Regions from separate parts of the Mus musculus genome. Here regions 2 and 3 are each linked to region 1. Evidence: chromatin contacts called from public promoter capture Hi-C data. All regions are on one chromosome and are shown on one strand. The core of a region is the stretch at or near the end of the contact, and the rest is flanking DNA. Distances in the headings are between cores, read along the strand shown. Region 1 holds the start of Gpx4 (glutathione peroxidase 4). Region 2 holds the start of Pias4 (protein inhibitor of activated STAT 4). Region 3 holds the start of 4930404N11Rik (RIKEN cDNA 4930404N11 gene).

Region 1 (4,007 bases), core at 1,077-3,576:
CAGGTTGTCCACGACCGCGGCTTCTCATTCCCAGGGTCCCCTGTTGGTGGCAATGGCTCTGTCTTTCCAGTGCTTGGGGAGCAAGAGGCGAGAAGCTCCGAGGAGCCTGGGGAAATTGGAGACCTGGTCTCAGAAAACAAAGGAAATTAGAAACAAAGGCTGGGGCTTAAGGCCTCACTTGGTATGTGTAAAACCTGGGGTCCACACCCAGCACCCGATAAACAAACAAACTTGTCATCCCGGCAGGCACTCAGGAGGGTGAAGTAGGGGGATCAGGAGTTCAAGGTCATCCTTGGCTACAAAGTGAGTTTCAGGCCAGCCTGGGCTACGTGAGACCCTGTCTCCAAAATAACAATGAGGTAAAAGTCAGGCTCTGTCCAGAAGCTGGTAGCTTCTCAGGAACTGCCAAGTAGCTTTTCGCAGAAGCCCAGATCTTCATTTCCCAACTGGCTGAATTAGGGTGAAGTTGGGGTCACTTGGGAGAGGAAGGCACTCCATATGCAGATCCCTCCCAGAGCCTGGGGCTGGGTTCCTGAGTGGCCGCCTTCAGCCCCAGCCCTTCAGCCCCAGCCCCTCGTCCAGAAGTACGGGCCTTTGAGACGCCCTGTGAGGGTGTGTTGTGTATTTACAACTTAAGCTAAAGCTCAAGTGCAAGTCCCTTAGAGGTCTTCAGTGACTCTCAGTGTCACCCCAGCTTGGGGGCTGGGAGGAAACAGCTGACTTCCTGAGGCGGGGGGGGGGGGGGGGCCCTCAGGGCAACTGAGAACTTACAGGACAGGATTGGGCAAGAATGTATCTGACACCCCAGATCATCTTAACCTTGGGGGGGGGGGTGTCTGCCCGTGGGGCGTGAGCTCCCTTGGACCCAGATCCCCGGGAGGGCTCCTGTCTCGCGGATGGCTTACTCCAGGGTTCAGAAAAAGAGGATTGAAGGGATTAGAGTCCAGGCGAGGGCGTGGACAGGCAGCTGAGCTGAGGAATGTCCTGAGTCACTCCTGTGACACGGGGAGGGCAAAGGGCCCAGTGCTGGGCTGAGAGCTGTGGGGGCTGGACAAGGCCATAGGTGAAGTTGCAGGAGGAACTGTTGGGCCTTCAGCTTCTCACTTAGGCCCCTAAGACCTGTGGCTTCTTTGATGTAGGCAGGGACCTCTGAGGACAATAGTAACTATTTATATGTCTCTTGCCACCTTGCTTTCCTGACACAGGGTTCACTGTAGCCTTGGCTGACCTGGAACTTGCTTACCAGACCAGGCTGCCCTCTAGGCTCCAAGGGCTGGGGCTAAGAGTGTGACCACTAGGCCCATCTCCATCTTGGTTTTGAGGCAGGTTCTCTCTCTGACCACGAGTACTTGGGTGACCTGACTTAGCTGCAGGGATGCTCCAGCCTCGGAATCGCAGGTTCTGGAATTACAAGAGCATCCTTGTGCACCAGATTGCGTGGGTGCTTCGATTGGGACATAGTCCTGTGTTTTCATGGCAATGGCTTTCTCACCAAGCCCTCTTATCACCCCCTCAAATCAACTTCACAGGAATCAATATCTACAGGTGACAAGATAGGGCCTGGTGTCATTGACCTATCTATCACCCTAGTACCTAGGAGTCTAAGGCAGGATTGCTGAGTTCTAAGACCGGCTGAACTGTAAAATTGGGGGTCGAGGGGGGGGGGAGAAGCTACATCTGGGGTTCGGGACTCAATGGGTTGAGAGCCCTCACTTGCATGCTGCAGGTTCTGGGTTCCATCCCTACACCTCATGGCAGCACACTTTTGCCATTCCATAGTTTAGGTTAGCCTGAGCTACAGGAGGCAACCTCTGATAAAGAAAATAGAAATGGAAGGGATGTGGGGATTGGCCGACACCGAGATCCCAGCACTCAGTAGGCTGAGGCTGGCGGTCCAGGGGTTCAAGGTCATCCTCTGCTATATAAACAGTCCAAGGCTAGCCTGGGTTACATGAGATTCTGTTTCCAGTAGAAAAAGGAGACTCCTGTACTTTCAAAGGGGCTCTTTAAGGGGATGACTTTGACACGCTTTCTATTCCCAGAGGTTCCCCAAAGCGCCCTGGCACCCTGCTCCGCTGCAGGCAACCTCGCGGATAACTGTCCACAGCCCTCCAACGCGTCGTCCGCGAGAACGCGGCTCCCGTTTCTCCCGCGTCCCTATCACTGGGCATGCGCAGTTGCTGATAACAACAAACTCGTAAGCCCAGCCCCGCCCAAGCCGTCCCTTCATTCAGGCTTCCCATTGGCTGCAGGGGCCTCGCGTCTTAGCGCAGGCGCATCTGACCAATAAGAGACGTCAGTGGGCGTGCCCGAGGGCGGGCAAGCCATACTCGGCCTCGCGCGTCCATTGGTCGGCTGCGTGAGGGGAGGAGCCGCTGGCTCCGGCCGCCGAGATGAGCTGGGGCCGTCTGAGCCGCTTACTTAAGCCAGCACTGCTGTGCGGGGCTCTGGCTGCGCCTGGTCTGGCAGGCACCATGGTGGGCTACTGGGAACTTGGAGGATCGCGGGTGGGGGCGGGGTTCGGAGTCGGGTCACCGTATCCAGGGTGGAGATCAGGGGTCGTGGGATCGGTTAGCTAGAGAAGGGGGCACCCAGGTGGGAAAGCGGAGCCTGATAGGCATCTCCGGGGTTGAACAAGGCTAGGCCTCGGCGCGGGAGGTCCTTGGGCGGTGAGAACCGGTGTCGGGGTCACCATAGCGGGCTCTGACCTGGTCACGCGCCCTGCCCGGCCTGGTGCGTCACAGTCGGCGGCGCCTTGGCTACCGGCTCTTTGTCCCCGCGCTGTGCTTGGGACGCACAGACCGGCGGGCATGGGCCGCGCGGCCGCCCGCAAGCGGGGACGCTGCAGACAGCGCGGCGGATCCCCGAGAGGCCGGCGACGCCGTGGACCTGGACGCCAAAGTCCTAGGAAACGCCCGGGCCCTCGGCGAAGGAAAGCGCGCGCGCGCCGCCGCAGGAGGGCGCGCCCTCGCCGGATGGAGCCCATTCCTGAACCTTTCAACCCGGGGCCTCTGCTGCAAGAGCCTCCCCAGTACTGCAACAGCTCCGAGTTCCTGGGCTTGGTGTGCGGCCAGGGATACCCCTGCCGTCCTCTTCCCTGGTAGCATATTCTAGGGGTGTCCACAGATCTTATCAGGACGACCTGAAAGGGGCGTACTTAATGGAAGGAACCTTGAGACTCCTCCACCTAGTGCCCCAGGACTTTCTTTCTTTGGCACCGGATTCTTCTCCCCTAGGGGACCTGGGTTAGGACACTCAGTTTTCCTGTTTTACAGTGTGCATCCCGCGATGATTGGCGCTGTGCGCGCTCCATGCACGAATTCTCAGCCAAGGACATCGACGGGCACATGGTCTGCCTGGATAAGTACAGGTGGGTTTCTAGTCATATGGGCGGTGTGCATGGCTGGTCTGAAAATGGGGATTTCCTGACTGGCTTCATTCCCACTCTTTCTCTCTCCCAGGGGTTTCGTGTGCATCGTCACCAACGTGGCCTCGCAATGAGGCAAAACTGACGTAAACTACACTCAGCTAGTCGATCTGCATGCCCGATATGCTGAGTGTGGTTTACGAATCCTGGCCTTCCCCTGCAACCAGTTTGGGAGGCAGGTGTGTGGCTGTTCCCCAGGCAATGCCCCTCATACGGGGTGGGGGTGGGGGGCTGTGTCAGTGTGTGTGTGTGTCTCAGTGTACAGTGTAGTGTATCTTCCAAGTAAATGTTGCTTCCTGCAGGAGCCAGGAAGTAATCAAGAAATCAAGGAGTTTGCAGCCGGCTACAACGTCAAGTTTGACATGTACAGCAAGATCTGTGTAAATGGGGACGATGCCCACCCACTGTGGAAATGGATGAAAGTCCAGCCCAAGGGCAGGGGCATGCTGGGAAAGTGAGTGGCCCTGGGGGAGGGAGGGGACAGATGGCTCTGGACCTGGGTGGGGAGCAGGTGCCAAATTTTTAGGTTTTTTTTTTTTCCTTGTTTTTTTTGGGGGGGGGTGTGTGTGTTTCATTGTGT
Region 2 (4,494 bases), core at 1,715-4,214, 1.1 Mb after region 1:
CCACAGGGCTGGGACACATACCCGAAGTGTCAAAGCCCACCTGACCAGCCCAGGGGTCATCATCCCACTGGATGTTCACCTGCTGAGTCCCTACGAGGAAGCTCCAAAAAACACCAGAGACTTGGGGTGCCAGATACTTCAGCATGACTTAAGTACTCCCAGTATGACAGGGTGGGCTCAAGTTTGGCCTGGTGGCTACCAGGCTTCCCAGATCTCTAGAGGATTGTAGGGAAGCCCCAACTCTTCAGGGACTCTAGGGTATGCGGCCCTTGGGCACTCCCAATGTGGCCTTCACTTCCTACCGCATGCAGAGACAAACAGCACACAGCACATTTATACTCAAATCCTCACAACTCAGGAGAGAGGCACAGTGAGGTAGGTGCCCTCGAAGGTCCAGCTAAAGTCAGAGAGCTTTGCAGCTCCAATGGTAATCACGGAGTTCCACCACCCAGGACTGATGGCAAGCGTCTGAGCAGCCAGGTCGCTGCCATATGGTCTGGGTCAGGTTTCTCAGCAGCTGCTATGGCCTGAGCAGCCTGCTGGAGAACAGCAGGGCATGGGGACAGACGCACAGGAAGAAGCCTCCATCCATCACCCGGAGTGTATTTCCCGCCCTGGCACAGACTACCAGGGCCGAGTTTATAAACAGCATCAGCACCATGACTTCTGGAGATTCAGCTTGGGGTGTGATGTGGAGTGACAACCCAAACACAGAGAGAGAAGTGGCTGTACTTAGCTGTGACACTAGCCTAGGCTCTTTAGAAAGCTGAGATGCCCAACACAGGGGCAAAGGACGAAGGCTTGGCCCCAAGCCTGCTGCAGGCACCATTCACCCACAGGATGATGGAGCATGGTCCATTCATCCACAAACACCACAATCTCGCTTCCTGGAAACCCCAGGATGCCTCAAAAGACAGAATCTCTGGCCTGTTGGGACAGATTGGAGGAAAGCTACCAGAAAAGTGGAGGTATTGCTATCATTCTTAAAACACTGTGAGGGGCCATGACAGGAGTCCTCTGGACCATTTCAGAGTTTCAAAGAAGAGTCAAGTTCACCTAACTAAGGTGGAGGTGGAGGTCTAGGGGGCAGAGAGTCAAGTAGAGGTCATCAGCTTTTATTTAAAGAATCTAGACCGCAAAGAAGCAATCGCAGCCCTTCTCACTGAGGGGGGATGAAGGTACAGAGTCTTTGGCCTCACCCCAATGTTCTAGGATGGTACAAGGGGGACTTCAAGGAGTAAAACTGTGTTCCAGCCGGGCGTGGTGGCCCACACCTTTAATCCTAGCACTTGGGAGGCAGAGGCAGGCGATTTTCTGAATTCAAGGCCAGCCTGGTCTACAGAGTGAGTTCCAGGACAGCCAGGGCTACACAGAGAAACTCTTTCTCAAAAAAACCAAATAAAAAACAAAAAAAACTCCTGCGTTCCAGATCATAGTTTACATATCTCCATCTCAAAGTTCTGTTTCCCAAGAGAAAACCACTATGTAAATGGTGTAGATTTGGGGTGAGTAAATGGTGAGAAAGAGGGGTACACTTTTTTTTTTTTTTTTTTTTTGGTTTTTCAGGACAGGGCTTCTCTGTGTAGCCCTGGCTGTCCTGGAACTCACTCTGTAGATCAGGCTGGCCTTAAACTCAGAAATCCGCCTGCCTCTGCCTCCCGAGCACTGGGATTAAAGGCGTACGCCACCACGCCCAGCTGCACTTTTTTTTTTAAATGATTTTTTGAAACAGGATTTCTCTGTGGAGCCCTGGCTGTCCAGGAACTCACTTTGTAGACCATGTTGGCTTTAAACTCACAGAGATTTGCCTCCCTCTGTCTCCAGACCCCTGGGATTAAAGGTGTGCCACCATGCCTGGTGAGGACGACACCTTTTAATCAGATCCTCTAGAATAACCCTAAGGGTCCCAGTGGGGAGGGAAGGACCATGTCACAAGGCAGGCAGAAAAACGGGGGGGGGGGGGGCAAGTCTGAATCTTATGGGTGGGAAGATGCTTGAGGGGGACTGAGGAACTCCAATAACTCTGGAGGGACAAGTGTGCTGGAACCTTGACAGGGAGACAGAGCAGAACTGGATGTAGGCTAAGCCAAGCTGTACTTCAAGAGGGTTTAATGGGGACTCAAGTCAGGTCAGAGCCCTGGTACCTTAATGCAGAAATGGGGGAACAAGTCTAAACAATGTTCCCCTGGACTCAGTCAAGGTGTCCTGTGAGGATCAATCTGAGGAACACATAACAAGGAGGTGGTGGGTCCAGTATGCCAGGCAGCAGAGAAACTCTACAAGGCGATTCACAGGTTAGAGATGGGTTAGAGTGAGACAGGATCACTGGAGGCTGAAGTGAAGAGGTACCCCAGAGCTGACAAGTGGGGAGCGGGACTCGAGGGCTGAGTCTCTAAAATGAACTTGGGCACTTATAGTTGGCCTGAGTCTGGAGTCAGAAGGTGTCAGTCTGAGCCCCGAGAATCAGAGGACTTGTGGCAATCCCTGTAGACCTTCCCCATGCAGGCCTGTGGGGGAGGAAAGAGGGGGGGCACCCGGACCTGAGTCCTACTCGTTGCCTTGGAAACCTGATGGCGAAGTCACTTTGCATTCCTTCGGCTTCCCAGACCACAGAAGGACCCCCAGTTATGTCCCAACAGAGCTAACCCAAAGGAGAGGACAGTGCCTGCACCGGGAAAGCTGTGTAGCCACACTGTGGGAACCCCTGCTAGGGTCAGTAGAGAAGTGACAGTAGACGGCGGGGACACCCCAGGAGGGAGCTGGCGACCCCGCCCCCGGTCTCCCCGCCCCCCGCCCGCAGGTTCAGCCCGCGTCCCAGTCGCACCCTCGCCGCCCGCGCCGCCACACCCCGCCCTCCCAGCTCCCTGCGAGGAGCGGTCCGTACTCCGCCACCCGCCTGTCCCGGCCGGAGCCACTCTCGCTCACTCACTTTGGCCTCCACCAGCTCTGCCGCCATCTTGGCCACTAGCGTCCCCCGCGCCGGGAGGCCCCAGCCGTCGCGTCACGTGAGGGCCCTCGACTAAAGGGCGGAGCCTGCGCGAGAGCCAGTAAAAGCGAGTGCTGGCTCCTTCCTCCACGCCCCCGCGTCTGAGAGGCGGGAGGATGCATCACGCGCACGCGCCTACAGGAACCCCGCCCGAGGATCTGACCAATCACAACGGACAATTGCCAAATCCCGCCCCCCACGGTTATTTTTCAAGGCGCTGGCCGCTACCACGCCCACTCTGGGGAGGAGTCTGCTGCTTAAAGAAATAGCAGCACTTCCCGCCGCCTCATTTCTCTTGCTTTAGAGAACCGCTAAATTTTTGTGTTTATTTAGTGTGTACATATGTGAAAGTCACAAAACAGTCTAGGAAATTAGGTTTTCTCCTTCCACTGTGTAGGTAGCAGGGATGAACCAGCTAGTGCCTGAACCATATACCCTTTGCCCTGCTCCCTCTCTTACTGGCCCCACCTTTTCTGTAGAGTACAGGCCGAACCCCCTGCCTCGTTTTCAAATTGGCTTGCGGTGGCAACAGTTGTGGGTTTTTAAAAATTGTTTTTGTTTTTTGAGACAGGTTCACCATGTAGCCCTGGCTCTGTGGAACTCGCTTTGTAGACCAGACTGGCCTCAAACTCACTGAAATCCTCCTGCCCCTGCTTCCGGAGAACTGAGATTAAAGATGAACATAACCAAGCCCTGCGTAGCCTTGCTTCTTTAGGGCACAGAAGCCCCTCTAGCTGCATTTTTCCTTCTTTATTTGTTGGCTCAAGGCTACGCCCACTTTTCTGTGGTCTGTTTTATTTATATACTGGGGGAGACACGCAATTTTTGATCGTCCAAAGACAATCTAAGGGGTTTGTATATTTCCACAATATGGATTCAGGGAATCGAACTCAGGTCATCAGGTTTAGAGACTAACGCGAATAGGTGTGGGTGCGCGCGTTCCAAGCCCCCTAGGTGGACATCAGAGGACAATTTGCTGGAATTGCTTTCTCCTTTAACCAGGTGTCACAAAATGAGTTCTGTGGATCGAACTCCTAATAGACTTCTGGGCGATCACCATTTCAGGGGCCCTCCTTGGCTTTCTAACTACCCACAAGCCCCACCCAACCCCCAAATTTTCGAAGCTTGCACTGGGGCCACGCTCACTTCTAGCCCCGCTCTGGGTTTTTAAGCGAGAACGGCACCGCCCCTTGCTTCCGTTTCATTGGGAGGACTGGACCGCGCCCACGTGGGGAGGGTGGTCTTAAAGGTGTATGTGCTTCCTGCTCTGGTGCATTTTATGGCTCATGTTTACGGTTGCATTTTGATGAAGAGAAGGGTTGGGGATGAACAGAATGCGGCCGGGCAGGTGTCCCTGTTCCCTTCGAGCGGCAGCTGGCAGGTGTAGGGCTCGCATGGCCCTGTAGTGATGGGGTGTGAGCCTAGTCGGCCCTGTGCAGTGCACATCTGGGTCGTCTTGCGTGTGTGTGTGTGTGTGTGTGTGTGTGTGTGTGGTGTGTGTGTGTGTG
Region 3 (4,622 bases), core at 332-2,831, 1.3 Mb after region 1:
GCGGACAGGACCGGACGAGCTCTGCAGCTGCGGGGCCGGGGGTGGGGGGGGGGCTCCCAAATCCTTATGCTGACCGAGCCCACCAGGCCACGCCCATCCTGCGCTCCCGCACCTCTGCCCATTGCTGGCCTAGCCCTCCTTATTTTTTCGTTTTTTTTTTTTTTTAATATTGTTTTCTTTTGACACTAGCTAGCCCAGGCTGCCTCCGGGACCAAAAATCCCCCTATCTCTGCCTCCGAGAGTGGAGTGACCCACGTGCAGTACTACCCCCGGCCCCCTCCTGTCCGCATCCCCTCAGCTCACCGAACTCCTTGCCACGGATTTGCCTGTCCCTCCACTGCATGCACCCCCAGCGCGGGCCTGAGTTGAGATACTGCGCGGTTATCGCGGGGTCCCAGAAGGCCATCTCCCGCAAGTGCTGTGTGTAGGCTGCGGGGAGGCACGGAAGGGAGGGTGTCAGTTTGAGACCCACGGGTGTGCACGACCGGAGGTGGGATACTCACCGGGCGGCAGGCCACGCTGGCGACTCTGAAAGCAGCCGTGCCAACGCGTGTGGGCCTCGCGGTACGGAGTGTCAAGAGCACGGGGCAGCTTGTACCAGGCATCACCAGGTTCTGAGTTGGTCAGGCCGGTGAACCACACCTGGCCGGCCGCATCCCGTCCCATGGGCGTGAATTTCCAGCGCACGGCTTGTTTGATGGCCGGCGCCCAACGGGGCCCCTCCAGGGACACGTAGTCATTGCTGAGGGAGGGTGGGGACTGAGCCAGGGCGTCCTGCTGGTCCCAGCCAGCTTTCCTGTCCCAACTCTTTGCCAAGGTGCTGGGTGAGAGTCATCCCCTTCTACCCATCTCCTCTGTGCACTTTCCCACCTGCAGTCTATATCTTGTAGCCGAGAATGGCCCTGTTTGAGGCAGTTGTCAGTGTTGACCTGGCAGCAATCCTGCCTCAGCCTTGAGCCACTTATGGCTGTTGGGGGAAGGAGGGACCAAGGGTGTGCCTAGCCTGTAACTCCCCACAGATGGTGCATGCATGGGAGGCCATGCAGGCTGCAGGAGTGGGGCTTGCAAGGGACCCACGTGAGGTGGCCTGTCATCAGCACCATGGAAGGCCCAAGTGTGAGCAGACCTATGAAATGGGACTTTTCTGCTAGGTGTGGGTGGCGACACTAAGTGTGCCAAGGCAGGAGGATCTCTGTGGGCTTATGAACAGCTCGGGATACACACAAGAATCTAAAAAGGGAGGGCATTCAGGCACATGGCTGCCACTGCAGCACCTGTAGACAGGAGAATCAATAGACCCCTCTGCTTGGGAGTATGAGTGGCAGCACCTGTCTGCTTGGGAGTGGGTGTGTGCAAATGCCTAACTTACAACCCTTGCATACCTCCATCCCAGCCACCTGAGCTGCTGGTAGGGGTAGGGGATCTGGGGTCTGGGTGAAGAAAGGGACCAAGGGCAGGAACCCACCGGTAGAGATGGTCGGGGAAGTAGAGTTCAAGGGTGCCTGAGGGAACAGAGGGCCGAGTAGCCTCCCGCCTCACGTTTTCCATGTCTGGCCCTGCCTGCCCAGAGGCTCTAGTCACCAAGGCCCTGGGGCCATTGTTGACAGGGACAAAGGTATCCCAGCAACAGGGAAGCGGGCAGCCACAGTCTAAGACCTCAGCTTACTTCCTGGTGCGGGGCTGGGACCCAAAGTGTTCCCTCCCCCCTCCCTGCCCCACAGCGGGAGGTCATGCCCTCTAGAGCGTGGGTCTCCACCCCATCTCTGTCCTCAAGACACATCCAAGTAAGGGCACAGTGACAAAGGCCACAAAGTATGGGCCATGATCTAGAGATCCACAGAAGGAAGTGGATACCTAAGTCTTGGGTTGGGGAGAATGCTCTGGGATCACTGGTGGCATCGCTGAACATGCAGAGCCCAGGGCCTGCTCATTCTGCTAGTGCATCCTGTGTATCTCATGACAATAAACAGCAACAACCAATCTCATAGCTCAGTCAACCCTTTACAGTCTGTATAGGCGGCGCTCCACTTGGGTTCCTGTTTTCTCACCAGACATCACCTCCCCCTCTCTGGTCACCAACATGCTAAGCTTGCTCCAGTCAGGGTCCTGGCCAACTTACCCAGGACACTGCTGTGGGGTGGGAGCCCAAGCCACAGGCCCTCCCTGCTTGCAGTTCTGGCTCTGTAGGCTTTGGTCCTTACTCTCTGACTCACCTGCACCCTGACCTGTATACCAGCCCTTCCCATTCATGGCCTTCACAGTCACAGCTGGCTGCTCTGTCCAGGGCAGGTGCCTTCTGAACCACACACACCAAGAAGGTCAGCCAGGAATCAGAAGGCAGGCTGCACCTACCCCTGCATATGGAACACGCCCAGCAGGATTTCCACCAACAGGAGGTCACAAGGGCCTGTGACACTAGTGCACATCTAAAGGCATTTTGCTTTTGGGTACAGATGTCAACAGCAGCAGGTGGCCCTGAACCTTAAACTCCTGTTAAGTGCAGAACCCACTTAGCTCACAAGGCTATGACTCCCACAGGCCTGCAGGCAGCCAACCCCATAGTGACTGTGTCCCAGGGGCTTCTCCAGCCATCAGCAGTTTTGGGGCAAGGCAACAAAACACAGGAGACCGACCCCAAGGTGTCACAAATACATATATACACACGTGCACACACCATAGGCCACAGCCACCACACTGGGAATCCCCAGGCAAGGGGCAGTGGAGATGGGGTATGAAGACAGGGAGGCCCAGGAAGCTTAGAGGCAGCCAGGAAGAGGCAGACAAGGCAGCTGGCTAGGGACAGGGTGAGCTGACACCCACGGGGAGGGGTTACAGAAGGCGCACACACAGACAAAGGGTGGCAATGCAATCAGAGTCAACGCAGTTAAGAGTGTCACAGGGTGAGAGGCCCAGGTCCCTGCCAGTGCCTCCCAGGGTCTTCTGGTTTGGAGTGGCAGCAGAGAGGGGCACAACGGCTCAGGTCCCCAGGTGACACTGGGTTTGGGGATTTCATGGGATCTCAGCCTCCTGCTCAGCTGTGTCCAATATGGCTTGGGCAGTGGTAACAGGTGGCAAGTGTCCATCTGGCTGAGGGTCCCCATGTCCCCGTCCCAGACACTGGCTCCACAGCTCACAATGAGGCATTTAATGAGACTCTGGGGTCTCCGGCTCCCGCCCGCCAGATGCTTCTGGGGAAGGCGGGCACAGCAAGGCCTATGCATGCTGGCTGCTCCATCTCTGCCTGTGGGCTTCACATCCCGCCTGCGGGGTCTATCGGATCCGGGTGAAGAGGTTGAGCACAGACACAGATTCCTGGGAACAGGGGATGCAGGTGACTGTGTGCCAGGGCTGTGAGAGCCCAGGGACACAACAGCAGGCTTGCCCACCACCCTGCCATGTTACCTTTGTAGAGCGTGTTTTGCTGAAGACATTCCAGAACCTCAGGGTCTCATCTCCAGCTCCGGTGACTATGGCCTCCCCATCAGGGGACATGGCCTATAGAAGGGGCAGAAGGACCTGGCTATTTCCCAGCTGCAACAGGTAGCTTCTGGGACCCAGACAAAAGCCAGGGGACATGGATTCTGGGCTAGGGCGCACAAGGCCTGCGGTGCTTGGGCTGATCCCTCTGTTCCCACACTTGGCAGGTCATATCCAAGTGTACCAGCAGCCAGGGGACACTGAAACTTGTATGGAGAGCCTATGCCCTGTGAGTGAGGTCTGGTAGACAGGACTCGCCCCACTTCCCAAATCCTAGGTTGGTGACACACTGGTGGTGACACACCAGTTTGTTAGTGCAGGAAGGCTGAGGTGATGAACACCCTCCCAGCAAGCCACAGGCAAGCCTGCCACATGGAGCCCCAGGATGCTGACAGCGACAGTGGCCAACACTCACCAGGTAGAGGACACGATATGAGTGGCCAGTGAGCTTGGCCACCTGCGTAAGGGACGGGTACTTCCACACGAGGATCTGGTTCTGTGAGTAGCCATGTGTGCTCACCTGGTGGAGAGACTAGGCATCAGAGCTGCAGAGGGCCTGGGGATTGCCTGTGGGCTTCCCTCATTGGCATCCTGGGAGTCTGGAGGCCCCTGGTGCCTCAGAGATGGGACTGACCAGGATGCATGCACTGCCTATTCTATTCCCCCAGCCCAGGCTGGCTTCATACAGTAGTACACACAGGTGGCAGGCAGGGTCTCAGCCCCCATGTTCCCACAGACTCCCAGGGGCTCAGTGCTGCTCTGGGCTGGGCTGTTTCTTCATCTTCCCCATGCTCACTGTGCACTTACCAGCTCATTGGCGTGCTTGGACCAGGCCAGGTTGCACACTTGTGAGCCTGTGTCAATGCACTGCAGTGGCTGACCTGTCAGAGTGTTCCAGAATCGGATGCAGCGGTCAGCCGTGCCACCACCAGATGCCAGCAGTCCATGCTGGTGTGGGGACCAGGCAATAGCCTTCACGGCTGCCAGGTGCTCCGTATACTGCTGCACAGGGCTTAGACTAGAGTGGTTCCACACGAGCAGCTGCGGGACAAGACAGGGCTGTGACAGAGCCCTGCCCAGGGACCAGGGACCCAAGGCAGGCACAAACCAGGAACATGTACACACCTCCAGGCCAGCTCTAGGGA

Evidence for each region. Promoter capture Hi-C pulls out the DNA fragments that hold promoters and counts their contacts. Capture Hi-C pulls out chosen DNA fragments and counts their contacts.
Region 2: a promoter capture Hi-C map of adipose tissue shows a contact between it and region 1, with 3 times the contacts expected there. The contact joins the promoter of Pias4 here to the promoter of Gpx4 in region 1. A contact is called at or near these places in 1 of 39 promoter capture datasets (cranial neural crest) and 2 of 9 other capture datasets (adipose tissue and liver).
Region 3: a promoter capture Hi-C map of liver shows a contact between it and region 1, with 5 times the contacts expected there. The contact joins the promoter of 4930404N11Rik here to the promoter of Gpx4 in region 1. A contact is called at or near these places in 2 of 39 promoter capture datasets (liver and neutrophils), 2 of 115 datasets of contacts at active chromatin or transcription factors (microglia and pancreatic cancer cells) and 1 of 9 other capture datasets (liver).

What each region holds. Positions count from the first base shown.
Region 1 is chr10:80,051,239-80,055,245 of GRCm38.p6, forward strand. It overlaps Gpx4 (glutathione peroxidase 4), which reads left to right and starts at 2,327. Exons shown (of 7, transcript NM_008162.4): 1 at 2,327-2,477; 2 at 3,276-3,370; 3 at 3,462-3,606; 4 at 3,730-3,881. The coding sequence starts at 2,394.
Region 2 is chr10:81,164,756-81,169,249 of GRCm38.p6, forward strand. Pias4 (protein inhibitor of activated STAT 4) reads right to left here and starts at 2,965. Exons shown (of 11, transcript NM_021501.4): 1 at 2,930-2,965. The coding sequence starts at 2,956.
Region 3 is chr10:81,364,239-81,368,860 of GRCm38.p6, forward strand. It overlaps 4930404N11Rik (RIKEN cDNA 4930404N11 gene), which reads right to left and starts at 1,582. Exons shown (of 4, transcript NM_001014836.3): 1 at 1,466-1,582; 2 at 504-742; 3 at 304-429. The coding sequence starts at 1,548. It overlaps Mfsd12 (major facilitator superfamily domain containing 12), which reads left to right. Exons shown (of 10, transcript NM_028657.4): 10 at 1-1,987. It overlaps Fzr1 (fizzy and cell division cycle 20 related 1), which reads right to left. Exons shown (of 14, transcript NM_019757.1): 11 at 4,285-4,518; 12 at 3,893-3,997; 13 at 3,403-3,495; 14 at 2,641-3,312. The coding sequence ends at 3,271.